Regions from separate parts of the Muntiacus reevesi genome. Here region 1 is linked to region 2. A link is a contact called in public Hi-C data. All regions are on one chromosome and are shown on one strand. Each heading gives the region's core, a stretch centred on a gene start, on an enhancer-like site or on the middle of the called end of the contact. The rest is flanking DNA. Distances are from core to core; before and after follow the strand shown.

Region 1 (2,960 bases), core at 316-2,815, 180 kb before region 2:
TTTATAATTCTCATTATTTTTATTTTCTTTTTTTTAAACTCTTAATTTTATATTGGAGTAGAGCCGATTAAAAGTATTGTGATAGTTTCAGGCAGACAGCAAAGGACTCAGCCATACATAGAAGTCTCCAGTTTTAACATACTATTATAGGGTTTCAGTAACTCAACCCTCAAAATTTTTACATCCTTTCTAGGTTGAAAGATTTTACCATGCCCTTGTCCCTCCAAAAGAGAATGCAGTTTCTGATCAGCAGACGGAAGGTCCAGAGTTCTAAACCTGTGGGTTTGGCATGGGGACCCGGGACTTGGCCATGAAGTCTGTCAACTCATGAAGTCTATCAACCTCCTGGCTTCAGGTTCCTCCCTTTTCATTTTCAAGGCACCTATTTTACACCAGGTGTTGGATAAAAGCGCTGCTTCCATTGCTGTTATTGGGTCATTTTGTTGTGACAGAGCTAAAAACATATTTAAGGTCACGAAATCATATAGATTTCTCCAATATAATAGACTGCACATAGTATTTTACTATTTTTAAGGTGATTTAATCAACTACTGTCTCCTAAATTGACATTTCATATAGTCAGTTACAAACTGGCGCTTTTAACTTCGAAACGCTTCTTGTGTAAACCTCTGCTCTGCCTCCCTCGTCGCCCCTAGCCTAGGCCCCTCTGCACCTCTGCAGCTAGCTGATCGCTGCCGCCAGAAAAGGCTCCCGGCTTCCTCCAGGTCGGCAGCCGCGTAGCTCATCTCCAAGCTGCTCACCAGGCACACAAGTTCAGGCAAGGCTGGCCGAATCACTGAGCGAGTGGGAAAACAGAAGAGCGTCTTCTCTCCCTACCCTGCCCCCCTCCACCTGGGGACCAGGATCCCGTTTTCTCTGAAGACTTAAACGTGAACCGCAAGCCCCTCCCACCCTCGCTCCCGCGCGGGAGGCGCGGACCGGCGACAGGAAACTGCGAGGGAGAGCGCGACTCCCGAGGCCCCGCCCCAGAGGCCTTCACGCCTTTACCCCCCGGCGCGCGCTGCTTGCGTCACAGCAGCGCCTCCTCCTTCCCCCGCCTCCAGGTAACCCGGAAGTTGTACTTGCGAGGCTACTTTCCTTCTCCCACAATCCCTCGCCCTCTTCCTTTCCAACCACGGCCCTGCAGGGTGAGTATGGCTGCTGAGTCTCGTCTGCAGGAATCCGGTGCCATCCTCTACCTGGATTGTGCTGACCAGGACTGCAGGCTCTGTCCTGAGCTGACTTGGGACCCTGCGTCCCCGGCGCACGGGAATCTACGCTGCATTTAAGGGCTCCCGGAGCCTGAGAGGGAGAGAGGCCAGGCTTGGGGAAACCCGAGCTGCAGGGGTTTCCGGGGCGGGGGCACCTAAGGGATACGGATACTTGGGCCGCGCGGACTAGCCGGCTTGTCTCTACCCAGACCTGGGGCTTCAGGGACCTGGCCGGTCTTTCTGTCCCCGGAAACCGTACCGAGGGCGGCTGCGTGAGGCCGGGCCGGGAGGGAGGCCTTGACTTAGGTTTGACGCACTCGCCCTGAGCTGCTTTGTCGCCTGGGTTTGTTTAGATGGCTCCCGCAAAGAAGGGCGGCGAGAAGAAGAAGGGCCGGTCCGCCATCAACGAGGTGGTGACAAGAGAATACACCATCAACATTCACAAGCGCATCCATGGAGTGTGAGTACCCCTGCGGCCTGCCGCTGGCCCTGCCGTTGGGGGCTCCCGAAATCACGGTCTGGTGGTCTCTGAGTCTGTCTAGCCTGAAGGCCGGGTGGGCCAGAAATTAGGCATTAATCCTGCGAAAGCTCAAGTCTATTTCCATGGACCCTGTTTAAGGTTTATAGGACTTAAAAGGTAATGCCTCAGAGGTTGATACCTAGAAACGGGACATAGAACAGTAAGGTTTCTGGGAGAGCCAGCTTGGGGAGATGCGGTAGTGATTAAACCATTCCACTCGTTGCTTTGTCGTCGAATAAAACCCTGGCAGGCCTGAAGGCTGTGCGGGAGTGAACGCTGATGTGTCTGAGTCTTTGTAGTCAGGTTCACTAGTTAATTGAAGCCAGACCTGCCAAGAACAGGAACGCTGTGATACAGTTTCTTTAGTTCCCTGACCCACACAGATGGGTACTGAAACTGGGAAAGTCGTAATGCCGGGAGTGAAACCGTTGTAGAGACCACGGAAGGATGTGCCGGTGGAGTTATTTGCTGGGAGGACACCTGGAGGTTGTGGATTGGCGATACACAGGAATATTGGGGGTGATTGCCAATGTCCCGGTTCTCGGTGTTGGTCTCTGGAGGCTTGGTTGTAGTGCCTTCCCTTTTCTGCGCATGGTGCTGACCAGTGATACTGGAGACTGCATCTTTTCTTGAATGCTGCTGTTTGGAGTTCTTTTAACAGCAAACATTGCCCTGCAAAAATTTCTTGACTGGCTTGGTCGGTCTCCTATATCTGGACAGCTGACTTTGTGAGGGACCTACATGTGGCAGCGACCCCGCTGGGCCTGACACTTTGGGCCAGGTGTTGACCATGCGTGAGCCAGGGAGTATTGTGTCTGTGGAGTCTTTCAGTGTGGGGCCTGGTGGATTCATGTGGGGAGCACATAAGTCTGTCTTGGGCTCTGCGGGTTCAACGGGGAACCAAAAGATCCTGCCCACCTAGCTTAGGAGGAGGAGGTAGGCAAGCATCCAGAGAAAAGGGTGAAGAGTAAGTCATAGGCTGATGTTTTACAGGCGCACAGTTAACCAGACCTTAGAATAGAGTGGCTGTGAGCCAACGCAGGTGGATGAGTTTTTCATGCATTTTTGTTACAAAAGCCCTAAGTGAAGACCTTCACAGTACTAAATGAATGGGTCGTTTTTAGTTCTTGATGGGCACCAATTGGCAGTTCTTTGTTCATTCTTCATTTTGCTCCCTAGGATTCCACGTTCTTGTGTTTTTCTTGCCTCTGCAGCTGCTCCTCCTTGAT
Region 2 (2,901 bases), core at 81-2,580:
CTCACCCAGTGGTGCAGTGGCTAAGACTCTGTGCTCCCAATGCAAGTGACTTGGGTTTGATCCCTGGTCAGGAAACTAGACCTCACATGCCACTGCTAAAGATCCAGCATGCCACAACTGGCCAGACCTGGAACAGCCTAAAAAAATAAAAAAACATTAAAAAAAAAACAACTCTGCAGTACGAAAATAAAAAGACCAAACCCCAATAACAAACAGACTTCCCAAACACAATAAAGTTTATTTACTGTAGTAAATAAGAATACCTTCAAGATAATTTAAATCAGTCTCCCAAGTTAGCAAGTTATGTCTGCTGCTCTTAATTGTCAGGACCTTTCTAGAGGGATAGCTACCAATTTTTTAAACTTAAAAAAAAAATTTAGCTGCGTCAGGCCTCTGTTGTGGCACATGGAATCTTTGCTCTTCATTGCATCAGGCATGATCTTAGTTCCCTGATCTGGGATCCAACCCAGGCCCCCCTGACAGTTTTAGCCATTGGACCACCAGGGAAGTCCCTCTAATAGTCAATTCAAAAAGTCTTCAGAATATTCATCCTCAATGACCAACCAGTTTCTCTGCTTTCAATTTTACTTTAGAACTAAGGAGGCACTGAACTAGAGAATTCTCCAGTTGCCAGCATTTAGTTAGCTCACACGGGATTTCCGAAACTTGGGATTCCCAAATTCCCTGGCAGGAATCCCTGCTGGGTTCTGCAGGTCTAAGGGAGGAACCGAGCGAGTTTGGGTGGTTCCCACCTGGAACGAGCCCTAGTCGCCTGGGCAGGTGTTTCTGCTTTCTGAAAACATTTCCTGGAAATTTTGTAAAACAACTGCTTACAATAGCTCGTGCGCAGTATGACTCCATTTCTTCAAATAGTGTAGGATTGAAAATTAATTTCGGTTGTGAGAAATGCGTGGTCTGTAGTTATTTGCACTTAAAAATCTTCTACCATGAATAGTCATGTGTGTTAATTAAGAGAGCTTTTCAGTTTCTAATATGCCTTTTTCCAGACATTTATCTGGACGACGGTTTCTCCCGGGCACAGTGCCCGGTGGCGCGTCTCTCGCTCGCGCATGCGCAGATGATAACTCAGCGCCGCGCTGTAGCGCCGCGCTGTGGCTCCGCGAGACTTCCTCAGGGCGATATCCGGCCCCGCCGGCGGCTCAGCCCCTCTTGCAAGCCCCGCCTCAATTTCCGGCTTTTTGCCCCGCCCGCTCGGCGTCTCGGGATCTTCTCGCTGGCCTGGCTCCAGCAGCCTCGCTCTCGCTCCGCGCTGCACTCTTGTACTGCCGGCTGGGTTCCAGGCTTGTTTTGTTCGCGACGCTGTCGTGCCACAGCGCGCTTTACGGCCGCAGGGACGGAGCGAGCCGGCGCCAGGGCCCCTCCGGCCGGGAAGCAGGACGGGCGAAAGAGGTTGATGCCCGGCGGCGGGGCAAGCGCGGCATCTGGCCGGCTGCTCACCGCCGCGGAGCAAAGGGGAGCCCGGGAAGCAGCGGGGTCGGCGTCCAGGAGCGGCCCGGGAGGCTCGGGCTCTAGCGGCAGAGGCGGAGCGGGCGTCCCCGGGCCGGGGAGCGGAGGCCCGGGGGGCCCCGCGGGCAGGATGAGCCTGACCCCGAAGGAGCTCTCGAGCCTGCTGAGCATCATCTCGGAGGAGGCGGGCGGCGGCAGCACCTTCGAGGGCCTATCCACCGCCTTCCACCACTACTTCAGCAAAGCCGACCACTTCCGCCTGGGCTCGGTGCTCGTGATGCTGCTGCAGCAGCCGGACCTGCTGCCCAGCGCGGCGCAGCGCCTCACGGCGCTCTACCTGCTGTGGGAGATGTACCGCACCGAGCCGCTCGCCGCCAACCCCTTCGCCGCCAGCTTCGCGCACTTGCTCAACCCCGCGCCGCCCGCCCGCGGCGGCCAGGAACCCGATCGGCCGCCCCTCTCAGGTACGTCTGGGACCGCCCGCCTGGAGCTGCTGGGCCTTCACCGGCCCGGGAAATGCATCGTCTCCTTTTGAAATTCCCTCCCCACCCCCTCCACCAAGTACGGAGGAGTGGCAGCTTCCTGGCACCGAAAATTAACCGCTCCCCCCGCAACAGTAGGAGCCGTCAAACCGTGCAGCTTAGCGTGGGGCTTGACGCTTTTCTGCCTCACATGCGGTTCGTTCTCGTCTAGCCCGTCAGAGGTGTGTGAAGTTGTAAGTAACGACACACTTTATCTGCCCCCGGCTTTAAGTCTCAGGGGAGTCAATGAGAAGTCAGTCAGAACCGGAAGACGTGGTTGAGCGAAGATACACATTACTCAGGGCTTCCCCGGTGGCTCAGTGGTAAAGAACCCGCCTGCCAATGCAGGAGACACGGGTTGGACCCCTGGGTCACGAAGATGTCCTGGAGAAGGAAATGGCCACCCACTCCAGTATTCTTGCTTGCAGAATCCCATGGACAGAAGAGCCTGGCAGGCTACAGCTCATGGGGTCGCAAAGAGTGGGACCCGACTTAGCTAAACAACAAAGGACTATACTAACCACCTTCTTGCTGTTAGGTGTCTGTGGTTAGCATGATGGGGTCACAGGATAGAAAGCAGCCTCGAATTCACCGCCTAGATTAGAAAACTACTACCGGACATTATGTAAAAGGTGTGTTTTCTGCAACTTTGGTGAGACCGGTGGATTTGATGCGATGCTGCTTTTATTTGTAGCTCAATAGATGGTTTATGAGACTTGATTTTAGGAGAAGACCTGAAGCCAGGAGAGGAGAAAGGAACAGAGGAGATAGATGGTGATGAGTATCTGGGAGATTTAGACAGGGACCAGTGTAGTGGGCAGAACAGGTGGTCAGAGGTGGGAAGCAGCTTGATCTCATAGTCCTTAGGCAGTGAGGAAACAGGTAAGTCACTCCTCAGGAAGGGACTGCTATT

The links. A called contact is a pair of places that touch in the nucleus more often than the background predicts.
Region 1: a contact with region 2 is called in a Hi-C map of muscle, with 7 times the contacts expected there. The contact joins the promoter of RPL31 here to the promoter of CNOT11 in region 2. A contact is called at or near these places in 2 of 3 Hi-C or Micro-C datasets (blood and muscle).

What each region holds. Positions count from the first base shown.
Region 1 is chr3:95,556,382-95,559,341 of mMunRee1.1, reverse strand. It overlaps RPL31 (ribosomal protein L31), which reads left to right and starts at 1,565. Exons shown (of 4, transcript XM_065929712.1): 1 at 1,565-1,671. The coding sequence starts at 1,565.
Region 2 is chr3:95,371,850-95,374,750 of mMunRee1.1, reverse strand. It overlaps CNOT11 (CCR4-NOT transcription complex subunit 11), which reads left to right and starts at 1,330. Exons shown (of 7, transcript XM_065929705.1): 1 at 1,330-1,931. The coding sequence starts at 1,415.